4 separate regions of the Mus musculus genome follow, and all the other regions are linked to region 3. The links are chromatin contacts, called in public HiCAR-type and promoter capture Hi-C maps. All regions are on one chromosome and are shown on one strand. The core of a region is the stretch at or near the end of the contact, and the rest is flanking DNA. Distances in the headings are between cores, read along the strand shown. Region 1 holds the start of Ctps2 (cytidine 5'-triphosphate synthase 2). Region 2 holds the start of Tmsb4x (thymosin, beta 4, X chromosome). Region 3 holds the start of Mospd2 (motile sperm domain containing 2). Region 4 holds the start of Prps2 (phosphoribosyl pyrophosphate synthetase 2).

Region 1 (3,641 bases), core at 867-3,366, 2.1 Mb after region 3:
GTTTAAGGCTTTAAAAGGAAAAGATTCCTTTTCATACCATGTTCATAAGGTGAGAAAGTTCCAGCATCGATGTTAATATAGGGGTCAATTTTGATGGCAGTAACTCGGAGTCCACATGACTTGAGAATAGTCCCAATGCTGCTGGCGATAATCCCTTTACCAATGCCTGAGATGACCCCACCAGTAACCAGGATATACTTCATTGGCGGGCGAATAGGTGACTGCCAATACCCAGATGCAATCTGAGAAACAACCAAATTAAGAATTAGAGTTGACTGTCATCGCTGTAGGATAAGTGCTATGCCATCTTCCATGGTTATGAATATTTATTAAGGTTGGAATAACATTTCATTGATTGTTTAGATCACAGCTCAGTTCCTATAGCAAATGAACTGTAAAACTATCTGCAGACCATGCAAGAGACACAATAAAACTTGAAGTGAAAAAAAAAAAAGAATTAGAGTTGAAAAAATTGGGTAAGATAGCCAATGCCTATAATCCTGAGGCAGGAAGACAGTTCTGAGTTCAAACCCAGCCCAGGCTACATAATTAGATCCAAGCCAGACTGGACTACAGAGTAAGAAGCTCAAAAAAAAAAAACAATATAAAGTTAGCTAGTATGAGTCCCAGTACTCAAGAGACAAAGACAGGTAGGTCTCTCTAAGTTAAAGGGCTGCCTGGTCTACACAACAAGTTCCAGGCAAGTTGTGGCTACACAGTGAGACCCTGCCTCAAACAAGAAAGAAGAAACAAACAGAGAGAGACAGAGACAGAGAGACAGAGAGAGAGACAGAGACAGAGAATGGATGCAACAATTGTGAGCTATATGTTACAGCTTTGTACTAAGCTTGGAGTGGGGGGTTTCAAATTAAAACACATCTCTGTTCCAACTTGCCACACATGCATTTCCACTCCACTGTGCAGGCCTACACCAAGAGACACCTTTCTAACGATGCTCATTTTAAAAGTAATATAAATCGAACACAAAGAAGTACTTACAGGATAAGCCCGATTTATGTCCGATTTATGACGTGATGAGCAAAACTAAGCCAAGACAGTGATCATCAAAACAGTGCAAGGGGGCGGAGTAGGGAAATGAACTGTCTAGAAGAAAAAGAGCACCAAGGACCTCTGTAGGTTGGTGAAAACGGTCTAAATCTAGTCAAACCCCACAGACCTGATGTGAAATGGCACATTTCAAGAGCATAAAGTACACATCAATTGTTTTGAAGACGTCATCCGCCTCCCCCAGGTGGTAGAGTTTAGCATGCCAGCTAGAAGGGTTGTTGTTTAACCTGTACGCTGGTGCAGAAAGCCTACTCAAAACCGTCCCCGCGGAGCTCGCCCCACTGTCTCGTGGTTTCACTTCCGCCAACGCCATCTCGGGGCTCCACAAAGCAGAGAAAAATAGGGCTTGGGGTGTGAAATCCAGCGCGGAGAGGCACACCCCAGGGACGCGCCGATTTGGAGCCCGGGTCACTAGCTACCTCCAGGAGACAGGCTCTGACTGAGCACCCGGCACTAGTGGGTGTTGTCCTTACCCCACCCCCACCCTGTCCCCAAGGCCCATTGGATCGCCTAGGTTTTCGAACACTATGTGGGAGATGCGAATGGCTGTGGGCTGGGCGTGGGCACCAGCTATAAGGGGACAAAACTGCCCAGGCCCCAAATGTGCTGCGGGCAAGGCCGAAATGGTCCCGGGGGACAAATGGTGTTCTAGGCACCGAGGCCGGAGGGGAAGAGGCCCAGGAGGGGTGTTACCTGTGCAGTGGCGAGGGCGCCCTGGAGGGTGGCTCACGCGGCTCCACCCAGCGGCCAGCCTGGCCTGGCGCTCACCTGTCCTACGGGTGCAGGGACCGCATCTAGGGCTCTCTGGTCACCACTCGATCCTGCCTGCCCCCAGGGACTGAGGAGCCCTCCTCACCCACCTTCCCCTCGCAGTCCGGCAGCCGGCCCAGCTGACTCACGCTGGTTGTGAAATTGCGAGTGCTGCAGCGTTGGGTTCCAGGGACAGTACAAAACAAGCGCCTAAAAAGTGTTTCCTATAGCACAGGCAGCTCCCATCACCCTCTGCTCTAGACGTCCTTGGCCCCAGGCCACAGTATGGGCCGGCCCCTCCCTCCCCCCTTTCCCCCTCCCTACCCCCTTCCTCCTCCCCTCCCTCCTGTGGTTAGCTAGCTTCAGGCCAGCCCCTGAAGGCTCCAGGACTGCTCTGAACCCCCACCCCCACCCCACGACTAGCCTAGCCCCTTGCTTGGATTCTCCCGCCAACTTCACTCACCATAAATGTTTGACCATCTGCTACAGTGCAGCCCAGCGGTCCACCACCGCAAAAGGTGGGAAAGGAGGAAAACAAAGCAGAATTCTTGCCTAGGAGCTCACTGCCCATCTACATGTTCATTGGTAAATGAACTTCATTAGCCCAAAGTTAGGAAGAGAGGAGGAGCAGAGCTAAGTAGGAGAGAAGGCTTCCAAAGCGACTTTGGGGGAGTGTTTAAAAGATAAGTGTGGCAAAGGACACCCAAGGCTGTTTCAGGTGTAGGAAAGGAGGAAAAACAACTGAAAAATAAAAGATCTAACTGGACACAGGTTTGAAGGGAGCAGACGTTTTAGAAAAGCCGCGAATTTATTTTATTTTATTTTATTTTATTTTATTTTATTTGGTTTTTAAGACAGGCTAGGACTGGAGATGTAGCTCATTTGGTAGAGTGCTTGCCTAGCAAATACAAGAAAGATCACACTGTATCTTAATACACTACATCAAACGCATGGTAGTACATAACTGTATTGCAGCGACGGAACATGGAAACAAAAGGAAACAGAAGTTCCAGATCCCCCTTGAATACTTAGTAAATTCCAGGCCAGTCTGGGTTATGTGAGACCTCAGCAACAGTAAGAGGTGCATTGTGTCACTGGCTCTCCTGGAGATCTGTATGCAGACCAGGCTCGTCTCAAACTTAGAATAATCTCCTGCCCTTGCCTCCCAAATGACCATGAGATTTTTGAGTAACAAGGATAAAACAGGACTCAAAACTTAGACAAACGTTACTGAAGACCTCGTGGAGTTTAGAAACACAACTACGAACGAAAAGCCAGTTGTAATCTATATAAATCTAGATCTCTAACAAAACCAGTTTTATGAATTGTGTCAAGTAGGGCAAAGTGGGAGCCTCTTTAGAATGTAAATGTAGTAGAGGGCCAAAGGTCTAATCCTGGAGGTCAGAGACTGAAATCCACCAGAGCCTATTGGACAGCAGGAAAACGGGAAAGAGAGGGATTGAAGAAGGCAAAAGCCCCAGCAAGTTTAGCAGCAGAGGGTATGATATTGGAAGGCAAGATTTCAAAGGAAAGCCAGGCTTGGTGGCTCACATCAGTCATCCCAGCACTTGGGACTCAGAGAAAGGCAAGTTCCAGGATATTATACCTTCTTCTGGTCCCTTCAGGTACCAGGCATGAATGTTATGCATTAACATACATGGAGGCAAAACACCCACACACATAAAATCAAATAAGTATTGCCACTCTGTTCACCATATGGAAACAACCTCAATGCCCTTCATAAGAGAAGGGAGATAAATACAGAAGGAGGGAGGAAACTAAAATAACAGAAACAATGACTTCCAGAAGTCATAAAGCATCAT
Region 2 (3,309 bases), core at 499-2,998, 2.2 Mb before region 3:
GGGAAGCCCGTTTACAGAGGACTCAGTTCCCAGGGCAAGTTGCTTCCTCTCTTACAGGCTGCCTGCTCTTTTTCAGTCAGCAGCTAAAATAATCTGCCTGCTACGCTGTTACGAAAGTAGAAAATTCTAGATGTTTACAGATTCCACTCTTCAGTCTCCTCTGGCCGCATAACTTCTGTAAGGGCTAATCTTTCCTAAGGCAAACAGGCAACCAGGGTCAAGGCGATAGCATTCCTTTGTCATAGGAAGACACGTACACGGTGACAGCTGAGTGAAGGAAGGGACACTGGAATCCAATGACCCACCGAAATGGTGTCAGTGTAACTGCAGCTGCCAAGCAGAAGTCAGAAATGCACCCTGCAAGATGTGTTCTGTGTTTCAACAATGCAGTGAACTCCCTCCAAGTGGACATGGGGAGAGAGAGGATGTGTTACCAGAGAAGTGACATCTAATGCGCGCTCAAACAGGTCTAGGGCCCCATCCAAAGGGCAGAAAGGCAGTCTCCCAAGTAGAGCATTAACTGGGGAACCACATGGGTCACCTGCTCCTCCCTACCCCCATCTCCTTCCTCCCAAGTAAAAGGGAAGTAGATGAAGAAATGGGGAAGTCCAAGCTGCTCCAGCAGCGGCAGTTTAGGGTCCCTAATAACACTTGACATTACCAGAGAGGCAAAGCCTCTGCCATAAAAATGCTTAGCAAAGGCTTTCTGGAAACATCCCTCCAGGGCACAGAAAAGGAGAAGGAATGTTTTATAGTTCTCTGTGTCTCAGATATAATCCCAGCGATGCCCTTTTAAAAATATCCTACGGAGCTACCTCCAACCACCTGCCACTTGCAGGCACAAGCTTGGTATCTGTAATTACTTTTTAGTAGCAAGTGGGTCCCTGCGACTTACGGACTCAGGTGCCATTTTGAAACCGGCACATCTCTACCTGAATCGTCCACATGTGTTGCAGGGAAAACCTTCCCTTCAAAAGCTAGTTCGCGCTTCAGCTTCAATCCTCAGATAATAGAGCTGATGGACTTGTGGTCTTTGGGAATCCTTGGCTCCCATTAGCAATCACTTTTAATTGATGAAAATAAGAAAAGGAAAATGAACTTCCTTATTGTCAGTCAGTAACAGAAGTTGACTTTGACTTAATTTTGAAGGGGCCGGCTGTGTTCTCTCTGAAGCCCCCTTACACCTAGCAAATGTTAGGCACTTGACTCGATTGCTCACGGAAATTATAGCAAACAATACAAATGCTGCGGCGCTAAAACTTTTCTTTTAAAAATCCACTCAAGGATCCTTTATCGCCCTCTCAAATCAAGGGGGAGACAAGCGAGGGAGACAAAGAGGGCCGGGTGGGGCTGTCCACTGGTCTGAAAGCTGAGTCATTGGAATCAGACCCCAGCAGCTCTTGTATGAGGGACACCTCACCCTATCTTGGGGGCGTTGGCTGCAGACAAAGCCGGTTTCAAAGTAAAGAAAAGCCTGTCCCCTTAGGTGCCACTCAGGCCATTAGTTATCACGCATTGAACCTTAAGAACAGGTTTGGGCGGCTGCTGCAAAAGTTCATGATAATAAAATAGACGTCAAATGGGGGGGAAAGCATTTTGAAGGCGTTTGTTCCTTTTCTAGTTCCGCCATCGATGTGGTTCAAAGGCGCTGGTGAATGGGGATGTGGGGGTTGGGAGGGGGTCTGACAGCCTCCGAACGCCCTTCCGGAGATGCGGCGCGAAGGAGTTAAGCCGGACTACGAGTGACATCACCTCATTTGCATAGAAGCACACATAAAGCGGCGTTCGCCGCGCCCCTCCCGACAATCCGCAGCGGCTTCTGAGCAGATCAGACTCTCCTCGTTCGCGCAGCTCGCTCGGGTGAGCCCCAGGGCCCCTTCCTTCTGTCCTTCCCTGCCTGTCCAGCGCAGGCACTTGCCCCTCATCCTCCTCGTCCTTAAAGCCAAGTCCAAGGCATGGTAGTTTCGGGGAATTGGGGGGGGGGGATGCTAAACTCTTCCAGATGCCGAGTAACGGGAAGGGGAACTTGATTAAGAAAGAGAAAACCCCATAAAATTGGGCATTCTGTTGCGCAGCTTAGAGGGGAATTGTTTTTTTTTTCTCCTCGACCCTCTCTCCGAAATATTTTCCCTTGCCTAGCTAGCTGTAATTAATCAGAATTAGAAAGATCCTTTGTTCAAACGCTCTGTGCTCCCCTTAATCGCCTAATGGCTTCGAGGGCTGTTATCTGTGGCGGGTTTAACCTTCCCGGCCTTTAGCGTGAAAATTCGGAAGCCCTTGCAGACGAATGTATGCAAAGGCCGTCAAAAGGCCCCTGTATGCAGATCAAGATGCTTTTGCGAGAAGTGGGGAGGCAGTTTTGTGTGCCAAGGCAGCATTGTTGGACTAGAGAGAGGAGAGGAAGCGAGTAGGGCGGTGGTCGGCAGCTGGCGGCGTCAGCTCCCCCGCCTTTGTGAGGAGGAGAAAGCTGGACCGCCTGGCATCTTTTGGAGAGCAAGCCCTTCTAGAAAACGGAGATGCGTATTGCGACCTTGGCTCCTTTTTAAGAGATTTTACTAGACTTTCCCCCACTTAAACTGGAAATGGCTTCGATCTATCCAGACTTTAATTTTTTCAAAGCTGCAATGTTAACATTCCGCAATGGTGAATTTTATTATACGGGAATACTCACCTTTGACTATTTCCACCTTCGTTCTTTGAATCTTCCCTTTGGGAATATTAAGGGGGAAGATTTTTTTCCTATAGAAAGAGGAAGATCTTTAGAGAGGACTCGACAAGGAAAGCACACAGAGGGAGAGGCAGTAGGATTTCAGGCTTTGGGCTTTCCGGCGGGGTGGGGGTGTGCTTTTGGAACTGGGAGAGGCGAGGGTGGGTGGCTCTTTCTTAGCTCTGGTCTTGGCTTTTGTACCTGCAGCTCCTTCCAGCAACCATGTCTGACAAACCCGATATGGCTGAGATCGAGAAATTCGATAAGTCGAAGTTGAAGAAAACAGAAACGCAAGAGAAAAATCCTCTGCCTTCAAAAGAAAGTAAGCTGTTCGCCCCCACCCATTTTCAGAACGGGCTGGGCGGGAGCAGAGCAGAGCGGGGAGCAGCGGCCGGGAGGAGGAAGGGAGGGGCAGCAGGGAGGATGGGGGGGGGGGCTGCGGGGGAGGAGTCGACAGTTTGATGATGATGAATATGGCCTGCAAAGGTTAATTAAAAACTGTTTTGCAGTCAACAAGCGCCGGGCTCTAGTGATTTAATAATGGAATATTTCATATTCCATATTGTGCATATACATTTATTGGGTAACTGTACTTCTGTTTA
Region 3 (3,736 bases), core at 252-2,751:
CTTTGGCAACTGCATTTCCAACCTGACCCCATATGAAACAATACTACAACCGGGAAATATATACTGCACTCCTATTTGCAACATAAAAATTAAGAACTTGAATGATTACCATTAAGAAAATAAACAGATGGAATATCACACTACAGTTAAAAGGAATGTAATCCTTACCATGATGGTTGACTTTTAGTAAAGAATATGGGTATCAAAGTAGGGAAGTGGGAGTCTAGGGGAGCTCGGAGTTACTCAAATATTTTTATGAAAGTTTTCAAACAAACTTTAAACAATGTGTTCAAATTTTCCCATAAAAACAAATATTGAAAACGCTTTGGGAAAAGATGTTAACTGCCTTTTTAAGGTCAACCAGCTACAGACTAGGTAAAACGTGGGTTGTCCTTTTTGGCAGAGGGGCAGGGCTGCTGAGGCTGGAACTTGAGGTCTCCAGCATGTGCTGGACCTGTGATCGACATCCCCAGTGCCTGGGAAAACGTTTTCTCTAATTGCCAGTACAAGTAGTCTTCAGTGTTGGTCAGTTTTTAAGAAAGGCAGCATTGTTATGTTCAACTAAGCCACCAAAGCTAATAGTTTGTTGTAGTACTTTATAAATCTAAGCTTTCACCAGTCTCGGCAATGTTTGCATTTCACCCTGGATAAGTATTGCGACCTGTCCTGCAAGCTTGGCAGCATCGTTGGCTTCTCCCCATTAGAAATCAGCTACACTCCCATTCTAGAGCGGTGACACCCACAAATGTCACTTACATGGCAGGAACAAGAGTCTACCCCCACCTCGTTAAGAACAAGTAACTCAAAATAACATCTTTCCTTTTAACTTTCTATAACCACTTAACTCAGAGTTCAAAGACGGTTGCCTTGTGAGCGTCTCCCAGTCCACAACTGTGGTGGTTATACCTGTAACCAGGATCAGAGAGACTGACACAGAAAACTCATGTCTGAGAAGGGAGGCCAACCTAGGCTACAGACCAAGTTGCCAGCACTATAAAGCCAGACACCACAGCCAAAAGAAAAGAACCTTAACAGAAATAATCGCCGAATATAGCGAATACTCACAATGCAAGTTATCTGCGAGCGGTCAGGAGAAAACCAAACCAAACCAAAACCAGTTCTCCAAGGCTGCCAAATTGCCACGTTCCAGTTGCACCAAAGGACTCCAAACCTCCCGCCCGCGCATTGCACGCTGGGACAACCGGCCCAATAGTTGCCTGAACAACTCAGGCGGCAAAGCCTGCAGGAGGTGGTAGCCAGAGGGGACCTGGGAGGGGCGGAGCCTCCGAGGGCTGGAAGCAAATGGCCAGCTGAGCTGTAGGGGCTGAGCTTCAGGGAAAAGCATCAGAGTGCTCCAGGCTACTTGGGGCGGGACACCGGTGCCAGGAGGTCGTCGGAAGGCGGGGTTTCTCCTTTAGAGAAGCAAGTGGGAGCCCAGCAGAGCACTTATTCCCGCCTCTACCCCGGACAACACTATGGGATTGGACAGTGTGGAGGCACTTCCTTCTACGTTCCGGTGTCACGCGACCCCCTCCCCCCCTCCCTCCCTTCTTGATCTACCTTTGGGCTGGGCTGGCTGGTGATGAGACACTTGGCTGCAGGCTGTGGAAGGAGCGACGGGTACAACCACAATAGGTTCCGCGACTGTGACCATGGCCGAGGTGAGCAGCACCTCATCGCTGCCTGGGCCGTGAGCCTGGAAGACAGCTTCCAGGCCCAGGGCCCGTGCGCTCCGGTGCAGGTGAGCTGTGTTGGGAGTGATCTGGGTAAGGACCGAGAGCATCTTAAGGTTTTGTTGTGTCTCCTATCCAGAATAACGCTCAGAATAAAGCCAAGCTAATCTCAGAGACCCGGCGGAGATTCGAAGCTGAGTATGTGACAGGTAAGCATGCTTTCTGTGACTTAAAGTGGGGTGTGCAGTGAGCATATCCAACTTTTACTGGTGTGTTTGTGGGTGTTTTGACGGGAGATGTTAAGAGACCTTTCCAACCTTCACTGGAAAGATGCTGTACATGTTTCAAAGGTTTTGCCATACTGTGTGCGCTGCTTTACTTGGGCAGATGGTGGGCTTCCTTTAAACGGTTAGTGAAAGTTAGAAATCAAAATGCCTAGCATCTCCTTATATCCATGGGCCTCACAGGCTATGAACATATTGGCCAATGACATAGGTGACACTGTTCAGTTCATGGCTCCTTCGCTGGCCTTTCACCAGAAAACGAACCTGGAAACTGCCATTGTACTGTTGCCATATAGTTTGTACATAATTTGGTAATCCAGTTCCTTTTATTTTGCTTAATTCCGCTTCTTAAAACCAAAAGTGCTACGCACAAGTTCTCGCTCCACACTGTACTTAAAAGTTTCTGTAAGTGCAGAACTGGTTTATTGGTTGAATAATCTGGTCACTGTCATAGAATCTTGTCAAGTACTTAATCTGCTGACTTAGTGCTTGTACATTGTTTTTAAACATTTGGAATAAGTTGCCTTGATTGATACTAATGTAGCCCCCTTCCACAAAATAGCTTACTTCCATGTTCCGAGTTCCTGTTTCCATATCTATGAAATGCAAGTAAGGTTAAGAATTAAGTGAAGAAACGTGTATCAGACCATCAAGTGTGGAACTAAATCCAGTAGGTGGTCAATTTAGATTTTGCCTCAGTCATTGGTTACCATGGAAAGAACTAAACTGTTGTATTTTGATTGTAGTGCTTGGCAGAAGAGTCATACACCTTTATACTGTTCTGTGCTATATATCAGTTCATGACCTAGAACAAATAACTAAGTCCATTCCAAGTAGCCTGGCCCGTAAATCTTTTCATGCCTCCTGGCCAATTTTCTTCATGTACCAAACTTTGTACCAGAGAGTTGCAAAAGCACTCTATTAACTTTTAGCACAGAGATCTTATTCATGTCTATTATCATCTCTGGTTACAGTAAAGAAGTACTTCTAAAATAACTTTCTATAGGAGTATACTTCATCGCTATGTGGTTTATAGTAAGTTGAGATATAACTCATAACTAATGAATTGGCCATTCTACAATCATCATTTACTTATGCTCAAGGAAACAAGCAGAAAATAGATGAATTATGCAATCTCCAAGGTCTTAAAAGGTCACCGTGATGCCACTGTCTCATCTTTAAATGAGGGAAGTGATGTGTAGTACGATTAAGCAATTTGCTCAGAATCTCGGGTGTTAGAGTCTTAGCTTGGCTTGCTATTCAAGCCTTTTGGATTTCAACTTTAGTAATCTTTCAGCAACGTTGTGATGTCAAATTAGATCATGTCATTCCCCAGCTTGAAACCCTTCACTGTCTTCCCACTGTATGTATTTAGAATAAAGTCCCCATTCTTCTCAGTGGCCTACAATTGGGAAGCCATATGTTTTATAGCTCCTAGCTACCTGCTACTTCCTTTCCTGTTATTTCTCTCTTTGCTTAGTACAGATTTGACCACTCCCTGCATTAAGGAAGATACAAATAGTAACCCAGTACACACACACACACACAAAACCAAACTTGAATACTTAGTCTAAAACAATGTAGCTGATGTATTTTCTATTTGACTTCCTTTAAAAAAAATGCAGTGACCTACAAAGTTGACATCACAATCCAAACCATGACCCACAGTTTGAAAAATATAAACACACTAAACACACTGCCTCATTTGTGTGCTTCAAGCAGAATGAGTTTGTTTGTATCTTGGGACATTTCCATTTCTCTTCCTCTGGGATGCTTTTC
Region 4 (3,359 bases), core at 432-2,931, 2.4 Mb before region 3:
CCCCAAGCCTCAACCTCCCAAGTGATGAGATTAGTTATATCATCACCTTGGCTCTTTTAAGAAATACAATAGGATATGTACATCTCTGTCAGCAGAATGAAAAGGAACAGAAATGCAATGGGAGTAGCGCTTTGGAGAACCACTGGGGCAGTCAGTGGAGTTTCAAAGGAAACCCTTTCATAAATTCAATTTGCTTGGGTTTGAGGAACCTTAGGGGATTGGAGAGACACAGTTTCAACAGGCCAGCTAGCCTTCAACTGAAAGACCCGCCTGCCTCTGCCTCTGCCTCTGCCTCTGCCTCTGCCTCTGCCTCTGCCTCTGCCTCTGCCTCTGCCTCTGCCTCTGCCTCTGCCTCTGCCTCTGCCTCTGCCTCCAGAGTGCTGAGATTAAAGGCTGACACCTTTGCAGAGTTCAAGGAAGGGCCCAGAAGCAAATCCCCCAAAGATACGGTCAATCTAAATACTCTCCCAAACTCCAATCACACAAGAAGTGCCTTTAGAGTGGGCTACAATTCAAGGGCAAGTAGTCTTTGTTGTATATGGCAAGCCAAATTTCAGTAGACAGTGGTAGAGCCCAAGCAACTATCTGGCCAGGTTAATCTGTCTCTGAAAGCTTTTAAGAAATGTAAGTCAGGATCACTAGTGCTCCACTCGTCCAGGAGCTCAGGATGAATCTCCTTTCCTTAAGTGTGCTTTGTGCCCAGCGATTGGCGATTGGCTCTGACACTGCATTAGCTACTTCAGAAATGCTGAGGTGGGGGTTGAGGGCAGGGAAAGCAAAGGACTCTGGGAGAGGGGGGTTGGTTGCCGCAGCAGGGGTGGGGGTGGGGGGTGGGGGAGTCTGACTCTAGAGAATCCAAGGGACAGGAAGTTGTGAAGAGAGCCTGAGAGCCAGCCTATCTACATAAAAACGAGGACTCAGAAGGAATTGGTGAGAGGCAACTGACCACTTGAAAATACGCTTTCCTCTTGTGGCCAAGCTTAGGGGTCAAATGGTGGCTGTCATCAATGACTCCTTTACAGAGCAACACACATTTAGGAGCTAGACGGTAACATGTTCAGGTTTTGTGGACCAAGAAGCAAAAGACAAGAAAGAATGTGGGCATTTATATAATAAGAAAAAAAAAAAAAACCAAAATTTTCAGCTTTTGTTGAAAAAACTGGAAAACAAAATATTTGAGCTAATTTTGTAAAATATACATCTAAATTAAATGACAGAGAAAGAGAATTCTTGTTGGTGAGAAACCCTTTTCTTAGTCCATCTTCAAACGTAGTCTATATCACCACTTCAAGTGCAAACATGCTTCACTCCCGTGTGCAAATACAAACCGATGTGTGGGTCTGGCCTATGTAGACACGGTGTGCACTTGAAGCCCAGGTATCACCTCTGGGTTCTGAGCTTCCGGGTTGAAAGGCTGCTCCTGGCTGTGAGGCACCACATGGCCCTTTCCTGCAATGGCTCACTGTGCCCACTTTATCTGGTTGGTTGACCTCCCCATTTAAAGGCAAGTCAGGAAGTCCTATGTGGAGCCTGGAGCTCCCCTACGGAGCAACTGTACTTGGGTGCTTCGGGACCACCCAGAGCTTCAAACCCAGATGCCCAGCCTGCGTGGGCAGAAGCAGCCTCCCAGCACCCTCCAGCGACTCTTCAGCTGCTCCTCCTCCCTCTGGCTCCTCCCCCGGCCCTCCCCTCCCCTAGATCCTGCTGCTGCGTTTTCCCGCTTCACCAGCAGCCCAGGCCACCGCAGCAGCAGCAGCAACAGCCGCAGCAACGGTAGCAGTAGTCTGCATCGCAGTCCCTTTCTCCTTCTCCAGCGCGCTCCTCAGTCCCCGGTCACCATGCCTAACATCGTGCTCTTCAGCGGCAGTTCTCACCAGGACCTGTCGCAGCGCGTGGCCGATCGCCTGGGCCTGGAGCTGGGCAAGGTGGTCACCAAGAAGTTTAGCAACCAGGAGACCAGGTGGGAGCCTCGCTGGGGCTGAGGCAGGGGCCAAAGCATGCCCAGGCCAGCTCCGCGGGCGTCATGCTCTCCCTTCCGGGGCGGGACGGCAACAACGCGGCTGCAGAGCCAGGGCGGCTGCGCCAGGGGAGAAAGAAGTTCAGCAAGGGACCCCCAACCCCCACCCCCAACCCGGGTCACCCTGGAGTCTCTACGCGTATCCTCTGGCTGTTAACCTTCTGGTGGCTGGGCCTCCAATACCCGGACATCGGCGACCTGTCGACCCTTGGGCACCCCAGGCCCCTCTTTTGCACCGGCTCGCCTGGTGTCTTCAGTCCGGAAGGACAAAATCGGGGCAGTTACAGAGCGTCTGGGAGAGTGGGCGCAGTCTGTGGGCATCACTTCGGTGCCGGGAATGGTGGGGGCGGGGAGACATCGGTGGATCCGCCCGCCCCAGTTTCCAACTCTCTGCCAGACAGAAACCCAGAATCCTGCATGGTTGAAAAGGCTCTGCACGGGTCCTGGGCACTGGGTTTATCCCAGGGAAACTTTCGAATGCCACTTCCAGCCGCTGGCGATCAGAGTACTGCCAGCTGCTCAGGTGACTCTCCAGAGCAGCAGGCTGGCCAAGCGCTGCCTTATCCAGAAAGGTGGGTTTGTGCGGGAGTTAGGCAGAGCGTGGGAAAGCGAGACGCACGTGTTGAGCGCTCGCACCCTTCCTTTAAACTTTGTTGCATCTATCATTGCGAATAGCTTCTTTGTGTTTGTGGAGCTTAGCTGCGCACAGCAACAAGACCCCAGTTTGTTCAAAATTCCACCGGTTTCTCACATTAGCAAAAGGTGCCACCAGGCAGGCGGAAGCTCTCCTCAGCTTAGACTAGGGATTCCTTGTCCTACTTGCCCAAAGCCAATTTCTTTTCCCGAATTCTATTTAGCACAGTTAACCAACTATACAGTGCACAGTGACAGATAACCGTTCTATATTTAGTAGCGCACGAATTCATTCCGCAAGTTTTACAGAAAAAAAAAAAGTCATTCTCCGTATTTACAAAAGTTAACTTAGAAACGGATTGTAGACACAAACGTCAAAACTAAAACTGAAATTTCCAGAAGGAAGCACAAAATCTTGATGATGGAATGAATCGAGAATTTGGTTGTGAGATTAAGGGCATTTTTTTTCCTTTTGGTTGTTTTATTTTGGTTTGGTTTTCGTTTTCTGGGACAGACTTTTGCTATGTATTTAGGCTGGTATTGAACTCACCCAGGTAGTAGTCCAGGTAGGCTTCGAACTCACAGGAGAACCCTTGTTTCTACCTCCCAAGCATTAGAATTTCGGGTGTGTGTGTCATCAGACCCAGTTAGATTAATATTGATGACAAAGATGATTTTTTTCTAGAGGTTATGTGAATCCCGTGTGACC

Evidence for each region. Promoter capture Hi-C pulls out the DNA fragments that hold promoters and counts their contacts. HiCAR-type assays count read pairs that join an accessible place to other places.
Region 1: a promoter capture Hi-C map of pre-B cells shows a contact between it and region 3, with 3 times the contacts expected there. The contact joins the promoter of Ctps2 here to the promoter of Mospd2 in region 3. A contact is called at or near these places in 2 of 39 promoter capture datasets (liver and pre-B cells).
Region 2: a contact with region 3 is called in a HiCAR-type map of astrocytes, with 5 times the contacts expected there. The contact joins the promoter of Tmsb4x here to the promoter of Mospd2 in region 3. A contact is called at or near these places in 3 of 39 promoter capture datasets (cranial neural crest, hippocampal neurons and pre-B cells) and 1 of 115 datasets of contacts at active chromatin or transcription factors (astrocytes).
Region 4: a promoter capture Hi-C map of liver shows a contact between it and region 3, with 2.3 times the contacts expected there. The contact joins the promoter of Prps2 here to the promoter of Mospd2 in region 3. A contact is called at or near these places in 6 of 39 promoter capture datasets (the 3T3-L1 cell line, 3T3-L1-derived adipocytes, the C10 cell line and 3 more).

The regions. Positions count from the first base shown.
Region 1 is chrX:162,900,035-162,903,675 of GRCm38.p6, reverse strand. Ctps2 (cytidine 5'-triphosphate synthase 2) reads right to left here and starts at 2,116. Exons shown (of 19, transcript NM_001168568.1): 1 at 1,929-2,116; 2 at 38-242. The coding sequence starts at 203.
Region 2 is chrX:167,207,657-167,210,965 of GRCm38.p6, reverse strand. It overlaps Tmsb4x (thymosin, beta 4, X chromosome), which reads left to right and starts at 1,748. Exons shown (of 3, transcript NM_021278.2): 1 at 1,748-1,860; 2 at 2,915-3,029. The coding sequence starts at 2,930.
Region 3 is chrX:164,978,140-164,981,875 of GRCm38.p6, reverse strand. It overlaps Mospd2 (motile sperm domain containing 2), which reads left to right and starts at 1,501. Exons shown (of 15, transcript NM_029730.4): 1 at 1,501-1,661; 2 at 1,813-1,882. The coding sequence starts at 1,653. Fancb (Fanconi anemia, complementation group B) reads right to left here and starts at 1,284. Exons shown (of 9, transcript NM_001146081.1): 1 at 1,066-1,284.
Region 4 is chrX:167,381,071-167,384,429 of GRCm38.p6, reverse strand. It overlaps Prps2 (phosphoribosyl pyrophosphate synthetase 2), which reads left to right and starts at 1,681. Exons shown (of 7, transcript NM_026662.5): 1 at 1,681-1,960. The coding sequence starts at 1,839.